Regions from separate parts of the Mus musculus genome. Here regions 1 and 3 are each linked to region 2. A link is a contact called in public promoter capture Hi-C data. All regions are on one chromosome and are shown on one strand. The core of a region is the stretch at or near the end of the contact, and the rest is flanking DNA. Distances in the headings are between cores, read along the strand shown.

Region 1 (2,960 bases), core at 184-2,683, 290 kb before region 2:
TGACCTTGAACTCACAGATCCATTTGAGTCTCTGCCTCCTAAGTGTTAGAATTAAAGGCATGTGCCAACACACTCAGCTTTTTTTTTAAAGTCTTGTTAAAATGTGAGAATATATAATGTAATAGTATTTCATTCATCAGTAAACAGTTAAATATTTTGATTCTTGGAACACCAACTTAGGAAGAATTGTCTTTGTCTTTGTAAAGATAATTCTTGTTTTTCAATTTCTTTATTAGTATTTCTGTATGGCCCCAGATTTCTTTCTGTTTAATTGCCTTTGTCCTTGGCCACTTAAAACATTCATTCATTCATTCATTCATTCATTCGTGTGTGTGTGTGTGTGTGTGTGTGTGTGTGTGTGTGTGTGTGTGACACAAGGGTTTTCTTTGTAGCCCTGGCTGTTCTGGAACTCACTCTGTATGTAGGACAGACCTGCTTCAAACTCAGAGATGCCCCACAAGTGGTGGGACTAAAGGCATGCCCCACCACTGTCAGGCCAAAGTGTTGTTGTTTTTAATGTATATGGGTATTTTGCTTGTATGTTTGTCTCTGGGCCTTATTTGTGTCTACAAAAGCCAGAAAAGAACATTGGGTCTCCTGGGACTTTTGTGAGCTGGGAACTAATTTGGGTCCTCTAAAAGAACAACTGATGCTTTTAACCAAGGAACCATCTTTCCAGCCCCCACTTATTTTTTTAAAAAAAAGATTTGTTTGTGTATCTACTGTGTGTAAGAGCCTAAATATGTGTGTTCCATACGCCTGCAGGTATCAGAGAGGCAGTAAGATGGAGGCTTTTATGTTGGTGTCTAACCACATCCACTTTGTGGGGCTTAAAGTTCTTGATGGGGTAAGACAGGGTGAAAACCAAATCAAATATAGCATATAGGGAAGTTATTCTTGAAGTTTGAAATTCAAACTCATGCTTGTAATCCAAGCATTTAGTTCAAACTTTAAAAATACTTTAAGAATATTACAAAGAGCTTGTATATACTTTTCCTCCTGTACCCCAGGATAACCTGAAACTTGGTATGTGTTACTAGAATGACTCTCAAGTCCTAATCCTCCTGCTTTTGTTCACTCCCCAGGCTGGGAATACAGGTGCCTACCCCCACACGGGCCTAGCAAGGTGTTTTATTTGTTTATTTGATGGTTGGGGCTGGGGCTGCTGCTGCTGCTGCTGCTGCTGCTGCTGCTGGTCTGTCTTTGTTTTGTTTGAAACTTGAGTTGTTCACTCTTTTGGGCTTCCACTGAGCGAGTCAGGATGCCTCTAGGTAATGGGATGGGGATGCTGCACATGTTCTTTAGAGAAGATAATTCTCATTTAATGCTACTTTGTGTATAAAATAGCATGTATGCTTATGTCCCAAGAGTGAGAGATCTGTGTCATAGAGTCCTGGGTGGTACATTGTGAAATACCTCTTAGAGCAAGTGAGAGAAGGCACTGCTGAAGGAGGAGCTGTTACAGAATGGGCTCATTCGTAGGACATTAGTCCCCTTCTTGTGTACTTTTCCTTTAGTAGAATCTAACAGCAGAATTAGAGGTACAGCAGACTGTGGCAGCACATACCTGTAAACTCAGTACTTGGAAGGTGGGGTCAGGTTGTTCTGGGGATCAGGAATTTGAGGCCACCTTGGGCTTTTCAAGACCCTGCCTCAGAAACAGAACAGAACTCCGGAGGTAGAGGCAGACAGATCCCCAGAGTTGGAAGGTAGTCTGGTCTACACAGCAAATCCCAGGCCCTACATAGTGTGAGACCCTGTGCTCAAGACACCATGACCAAGGAAATTCTTTCTTATAAAAGAAAACATTTAGTTAAGAGTTTGCTTACAGTGTCAGAAGCTTTTGTCCACTATTGTCATGGCAGAGAACATGGTGACAGGCAGGAGTGGTGGTAAAGTAGCCAAGAGTTACATCGTGATCAGCAGACAGAGAGACCCGCACACACAGAAACAGAGAAACTGGGCCTAGTATAGGATTTTGAAGAACTTTTGAGACCTCAAAGCCCACCTACTGTGACACACTTCCAAATCCTTCTAATCCTATCAAAGAGTTCCACTCCCTGGTGACTAAGTGTTCAGATCTATGAGCCTATAAGGGCCATTCTCATTCAAATCTGCACACCTTGTCTCAACACAAATTAAAACAAAAATCAGACAAGAAGGTTCTAGAGAGGTGGTACACATTGTTGATGTATTTGCATCCATGATGTATACACACATTGTATGTATACATGCATGCCAAGCACACATAAGGAAAAATAATAAATGTAATTTTAAAAAACAAAAGAAAGGTACAGGAAAAGCATTCATTTAGACTCATCCAGACTTAGGGTTTTGTACTAGAAAGCTAAATTAGGTAGAAAAGGAAAAGAAAATGAGGGTTTTGGTAAGAGTAATTTAAATAATGTATCAAATGCAGTGGAATTCTTAGAAATAAATGAATTCTGAAGGAGATGGAGGAGGTAGAGAGCATGGACTGCTGTCTGAGGTTGTAGAATGGTAGAATGGGAATGGGTGAGTGTGGTCAGAGACAGGGCTGTGTGAGCAGATCCTAGAAGGCAATGAGTGTGAGGTGAGGAGCCTGAGTGACTGTAGAACTTGGGTCGTCCAGGTGAATGTTAGAATTGCCCAGCATTTTAACAGTGAACCTTAGGTGGGTTGAGTCTTTGAAAAGCTTAGCCTTCGTGTAAACCTGGAATCAAATTATGCCCAGAACATTCAGATATTTCAAATAGCTTCAGCCAGCAAATGGAGGCACTTAAATGTTTTGTGAGAAGTGTCTGGATTGGTTGATCTAAGGATCTGTATATGGAATACTATTAAACATGATTTGCAGTTATTTTCTGGTTTGAGGTCAGTGTTGTACAAGATTAGTTTTCTTCTAATCTTGCTATTTGTACAAGTTCGTTCAACTCTTTCTCCTTTTCTTTTTTCTTCCCTTCCCTTCCCTTCCTCTTTCT
Region 2 (2,928 bases), core at 198-2,697:
TAATCCTAAGGGATTCATAAACTCAAAAGAACACCACATACACACACAGACTTTCTGCCATTTCAGAGACATGGTCTTTTTATGTAAGTCTTTGCTGGCCTTGAGCTCACTATGTTAATCAAGAGGGCCTTGAATTTAAAGATCTACCCCCTCTCCCCTGTGCCAGGACTAAAGGTGTGAGCCATGCCCAAGAATCCCTTCATTTGACTGTGAGACAGGCACACTTGGCTGTATATGGAAAACAAGGAATTGCAGGTGATTCTCACATAAAACAGACAGAAGTTCAGGAGGTGCCGGATCATCTGACTTAATCATTGTAACTCCCGTATGTTCCACCAACACTGCACACACTTTAGGCAACCGCAGTGCGTAGAAGTAACTGGGAAAGGCTCGGCAGCTCTTATGCCACCCCCACCCCACCCCCGTATCCCAGGTAAGGGTGCACATAAACAGAATAAGCACAGTGAGCGTGGTTACAGAGCCAGAGTTCTAGCTACAGTACACTTCAGGCTTTGTGCATAGTATTCTTCCTTGCCTACACCCAGATCTTGCCAGGAGAGGACAGGACCATTTTGATGGTATTTACGTTCACTGTATCTTCATTTGCCTTGTCCACTTTTTTCTTTCCACCTCCTCTCCTTTAGGCAGGAAACAGCTCTGATCATAACCAGATGTCACGGGTAAGTAGCTGTTCTTTTCTCTTTTCTTTTTTCCAAACAGCGACGTGGCTGCTTTACAGGGTGAAAGCCTCAGACACGAATGGAGGTGGAAGATGGAAGGACAGTATTCCGTAATGACCTAAGTTCACAGCTCACAGCTTTTCAGCATCTGCTCTGGCCCCATTAATTTCTTGTGTTGGCTTAATTGCAAGTTCTTAAGTTTAAAAACCATTTCCCACCAGCAGCACATCATATGACTTGTGCAACACTGACGACATTTCATCTACTCTTTGCAAAGCAACAGACTACCCAGCAGAGCACCAGTAACCGGGGTGTGACAGGCTTGCGGGTGGCTGTGAATTCTTCTTCTTCCCCAGGAGTTGGTTAACTCTTAAGTTAAACAGAACTCAGAAAGAGCCCACGCTTGAGACAGGCTTACAGAATCCTCTTCCTCTGATTATACCAACAGCCACATATTCATTCACATAGAAAATCCTAAAGATTTCCATACACATTTAGCTAGAAAATAAACTAAGGATTATGTTGTTATTCAGGGAACTTAAATTATTTGATCCCCAATTCATTATATCCTTTCTCTTCTTAAAATAAGGTTAATTGGTAGGAACAAGACGCTAAAAGATCCAGAAGTTAAAAATGTTACCTGCTGTTGAGAATCTGTTCGCTAGGCTCTTTTCGGATAGGAAGCGTGGCTACTGTGAGCGGAAGACTAAGGGTGCTAGATTTATTCGGTAAGGATTGCGGAAGTCAACTCCAGCAGTGGCTGGAAAATCTGGATAAGGGAGGGAGTCAGGGATAGGATGAAAAGGAGGAGGGGTTAGGGAGGAAGGACACACATTTGCACAATGTGTGTATACAGTATCATATGCCAGTGTGGATAGCTGCTAAGTGTTTAGTTTCATCTGACTGACTTTGGGGGGCAAAAATAAGATAGCACAATATTCAAATTGAGACTTTGGTGGGAGATTTAAGAACACAGCCCTAGTTGTCTCCATTCTTCCTCAAAATGTCTGACTGGCAATTTCCATCTTTTCAACTCATCTAGTTCTGACCCACCTCCTTACTCTGCACCATTTCCAACGTTGTGTCAGATCCTCTTCTGAGATGATGGGGGTGGAGTGAGGGAGAGGGGAGGAAAGGCTAGAAATGTAAGGCTCTAATTTAAACATTTAAAACCGTTTTGTGACTGTTTGCTATTAACTGCTTCTGGGCATGGAGTAGTTTTTCTAACCCATTATGGCTGTACATCAAGGGAGGAGCTGCCCACAAAGTCCAGGTGAGATGGTTCAAAAGTGGCCAGAAAGTCACGTGTGTGAGACAGTGCAGTAATCCCAGATATTCAGGAAGCTAAAGCAAAGCCATCACTGGCTATGGGCACACCTCTGTCCCCTCAACATACACACTGGATGGCAGGGGTGGATGGTTCTCTGTGAGGTCAATGCCACAACAGTCTACAGAGTGAGTCCAAAGTCAGCCAGAGCCATACAGTGAGACGTCTCTAAGTAAGAACTTACTTTCAAGGTCAACCTACTCTAGGCAATTTAGTGAGATCCTGTCTAAAAATAACAACGGCTGGGGCACCAGCCCAGGAATGGCACCATCCACAGTGAGCTGGGCTCTCTCCCATCAACCACTAAGAAATGCCCTACAGGGCCAGGGAGATGGCTCAGCAGTTAAAAGCACTGCCTATTCTTCCAGAGGTCCTAAGTTCAATTCCCAGCAACCACATGGTGGCTCAAAACCATCTGTAATGGGATCTGATACCCTCTTCTGGTGTGTCTGAAGACAGAGATAGTGTACTCATATACATAAACTTTACAAAAAGATTCTAGTTGCTTAAATGGAGGATAAAAGTAATTTACAAAAAGCTAAAAGAGGGTTGAGGAACATGACTCAGCGGTGGTGGGCTTTCCTAACATTATGAGGCCCAAGGATCAACACCCAACATGACAGTAAGGAAAGACAACTGACCCAATGTAGCACCTAATTATTTACAACACTTGAATCTACATTAATGGATACACGTGGGACTCTACTGCTAGACTCTCGGGTGGTAGAATGTCTGATGAGTACTGCATCTCAATCATTAAAATCCCAAACTAGGTCCAGTTACAAGAGTCTCCAAGCGCTTCCCCAAAATCCAGGCATGTGACAGATCATAAGAGTCTGACTTGGCCAACCACACCCTAAACTCCATTTACTTCCATAAACACATGTGAGGAATTAGGAAATGAGGGACTGTGAAGCACAA
Region 3 (3,023 bases), core at 384-2,883, 370 kb before region 2:
CCTCTCTTCCCAATGATGGCCGACTAGGCCATCTTCTGCTACATATGCAGGTAGAGACACGAGTTCTGGGGGTACTGGTTAGTTCATATTGTTGTTCCACCTATAGGGTTGCAGATCCCTTTAGCTCCTTGGGTACTTTCTCTAGCTCCTCCATTGGGGGCTCTGTGATCCATCCAATAGCTGACTGTGAGCCCATTCGATTCTTATGACCAATTTTGTGAGACCAACAGAGTAGATGTTAGCATCATTTTACAAATAAGAAGCCAGATTGAAAGTTCATGTTTAGCAAGATCTAGATTATAAGTATTTGTAGGTCACAGATCTCCATTTCTTCTACCCAAGTCTACCACTATAGCCCAAGAGAGCCGTATAATATCAACAAATAAACATGGTAGTATTCCAATATTTTTATTTAGACAAAAAGTGCAGACCCCTAGTCTGAGTAACTTGTTCAAAGTCATACGTCTGCTGATGCTTAGAATCTGAAGCTAGAACTCCTTTCTAACGGATTACGTACTGTCCATAGAATTAATTTTGCACTTATTATATGCGACTGGGCCTAAAATTGTGTCTACATACTGTCAGTTGTACAAGAGACACTGGAATAGTATCAGCAGTGCTTAGCAGAGGACAGTCATTCAATTAGGTTTGCTGACAAGCACAAAGGTGTCTAGCTTCAGTTTGGGACTTTGGATTTGGCTTACTACGAGGCAGGCTTAAATTTTGTGTGAATACCTATTAACTGATAATGACCTGGCCAGATGGCCCGGTGGTTAAGAAAATTAATTGCTCTTGCAGAGAACCCAGGTTCTGTTCCCAGTACCCACATGGCAGCTCAGAGCCTCCTATTAACTCCAGTTCCAGGGCCCCAACACCTCTCCAATCCTTCTTGAGCTCCTGCACGCACGCACGCACACGGTGCACATACATACACGCAGGCACACGTACACACACACAAAATAAAAGCAAATCCCTTAAAGAAGTAACAGATGAGGGTGCATCTGTGTGTGTTGTGGGTAGGTTTTTCTGTATATGGATACTTCTAAACCCATGTAAATAACCATATATGGAGATGTGGGGATAACATACACATAGGGTTGTCCAGACGTATGGAAGAAAAAAAAATTCTACTAGATCTTACAAGGCAACAAATGGCAAAGTTGGCATTAAAACAACAATATTTTGATTTAAAATTCTGCAGGCGTTTCCCATTTGTTTCTTTTTGATTCTACTTTATTTAATGAAATGGCTTAGGTAGCTGATGCAATGGGAAACTCACAGTATGTAATTTCTTTTCTTAACTTTTAGGCAGATTAGGGGGTGTGGAGCCATTTTTTTCACCCGGTGAGCAGATCTGTCCTTTTTAAATAGAAAATATTCTCAGGACGCTTCCCATTTCCCATCCAGAAAACGAAATCGCTCAAATCTAGTAAAAGTTTAACAGGATTAGAGCTACGGATCGGGCTGACCTTCTCGCAGACCCGACGACCGCGACTCCTCCATAGGAAGGTGAGGACGCTGTTCCTTTGACTGTCAGGCGGAAAGTCCAGCGCCTGCGCTCAGCACCGAACCTTCGCAAGGTCAGACGGTAAGCGGAGCTGCAGTCGGCTGAGCCCTGCAGCGTAGCTTCCTCCCGTCGCGGGACTCCGTAGCTTCCGCTTCCGGTCCGCAGAGACCCGGAGTCCGAATTCAGAGGCCCCAGGTAGGGAGCTCGAGGGGTGTGGGGGGGTTCACTGAGCTGCAAAGCGAGTATGGCGGGAGGGCAAGATTTCGCGTGGTGCCTAGAGGCGGACGAAGAGTTCTTTCTAACTCTCAGCGGAAACCTATTTTTTGGTTTGCTTTGCTTTGCTTTTTCGAGAGTGTTTTTATGTAGCCCTGGCTGCCCTGAAACTGGCTCTGTAGACGAGGCTGGCCTCGAACTCAAGAGTTCCGCCTGCCTCTGCCTCTCAAGTGCTGGGATAAAAGGCGTGGGCCACCACTGCCCGGCAATTATCTTTTAATTATTTCTTGGTGTGACCGGGGGGTTGGGAGGGGCGAAAGTCAGGACAGCTTGCAGGAGTCTGTCCTCTCTTTCCACCGTAAGGATCCAGGGCTCTAACTCGGGTCATCAGGCTTGGTGGCAAGCGCCTTTACCTGCTAAGCCATATCACTGCGTAGTGAAAGAAATGTTGCTAACAATTTGCTTGTACTTTTTCATTAAAAAAAAAAGTTATTTATATTTTATGTGTGTGAGTGTTTTACTTGCATGTATGTCTGTGCATCACAGAGGTCAGAAGAGGGTGTTGGATTCCCTGGGACTGTATGTGTTGTGAGCCACCCTGTGGGTACTGGGAATCGAACTTGGATCCTCTTAACTACTGAGCCATCTCTCCAGACTTACTTGTACTTACTAAGATATGGAGAATTCCTCCAGCCCAGTTCTGTGGATCTCAAGCTGGTTCTGTTGCTAAATTAAATAAAAACTACCTATGGTAAGTTGTGACTCTGTTGGGCTTTGTTCTCTTACATTGAGTCTCTGGTTTCCATGCTCGATGTCCAGTCTGTAGTCCCGGAAGAATGAAGATTTAAATACGAGGCCATGGCTAAACATCTGAAGTTCATTGCCAGGACAGTGATGGTTCAGGAGGGGAACGTGGAAGGTGCCTACCGGACCCTGAACAGGTAAAATGAGTCGAGTCTTGCCTGGACCAGCCGTGGGAAATGTGAGGTGATCCTGCACCCAGCCTACCACCTCATAAAGCCTACCACTGGTGCCAGCTCTGTGTAGGCTCTGAATACCACCACCTCCACCTCCTCCTTTTTTCCTCCTCCTCCTCCTCTTTCTTCTTCCTCCTCTTCTTCTTTTAAATTTATTTATTGTGCATACAGTGTTCTACCTGCATGTATGCCTGCATATCAGAAGAGGGCACCAGATCTCAGTACAGATGGTTGTGAGTCACCATGTGGTAGCTGGGAATTGAACTCAAGGCCTCTGGAAGAGCAGCCAGTGCTCTTAACTACTGAGTCATCTCTCCAGCCCCTCT

The links. Promoter capture Hi-C pulls out the DNA fragments that hold promoters and counts their contacts.
Region 1: a contact with region 2 is called in a promoter capture Hi-C map of liver. The contact joins the enhancer-like site here to the promoter of Ctsk in region 2. A contact is called at or near these places in 16 of 39 promoter capture datasets (the 3T3-L1 cell line, the C10 cell line, the HPC-7 cell line and 11 more), 1 of 15 datasets of contacts at CTCF or cohesin (the NIH/3T3 cell line), 5 of 484 Hi-C or Micro-C datasets (the G1E-ER4 cell line, the HPC-7 cell line, bone marrow-derived macrophages and 2 more), 2 of 115 datasets of contacts at active chromatin or transcription factors (bone marrow-derived dendritic cells and embryonic stem cells) and 3 of 9 other capture datasets (adipose tissue, liver and pancreatic islet).
Region 3: a promoter capture Hi-C map of the SN4741 cell line shows a contact between it and region 2, with 3 times the contacts expected there. The contact joins the promoter of C920021L13Rik here to the promoter of Ctsk in region 2. A contact is called at or near these places in 8 of 39 promoter capture datasets (the 3T3-L1 cell line, HPC-7-derived erythroid cells, the SN4741 cell line and 4 more), 2 of 15 datasets of contacts at CTCF or cohesin (the NIH/3T3 cell line and large pre-B cells), 2 of 484 Hi-C or Micro-C datasets (the Ba/F3 cell line and the MNK3 cell line), 6 of 115 datasets of contacts at active chromatin or transcription factors (cardiomyocytes, embryonic limb bud, embryonic stem cells and 2 more) and 4 of 9 other capture datasets (adipose tissue, embryonic stem cells, liver and 1 more).

What each region holds. Positions count from the first base shown.
Region 1 is chr3:95,792,339-95,795,298 of GRCm38.p6, reverse strand. The region is part of intron 1 of Rprd2 (regulation of nuclear pre-mRNA domain containing 2); the gene reads left to right. Among named protein-coding and RNA genes, the nearest start is that of Gm26361, 3.1 kb to the left of the region's middle. Within about 2 kb of position 1,433, at least 5 of the 459 cell types and tissues checked have an H3K27ac peak or open chromatin away from gene starts, as enhancers often do.
Region 2 is chr3:95,497,729-95,500,656 of GRCm38.p6, reverse strand. Ctsk (cathepsin K) reads right to left here and starts at 1,447. Exons shown (of 8, transcript NM_007802.4): 1 at 1,321-1,447.
Region 3 is chr3:95,870,132-95,873,154 of GRCm38.p6, reverse strand. C920021L13Rik (RIKEN cDNA C920021L13 gene) reads right to left here and starts at 1,633. Exons shown (of 4, transcript NR_040446.1): 1 at 1,470-1,633. Mrps21 (mitochondrial ribosomal protein S21) reads left to right here and starts at 1,641. Exons shown (of 3, transcript NM_001355759.1): 1 at 1,641-1,702; 2 at 2,540-2,661. The coding sequence starts at 2,579.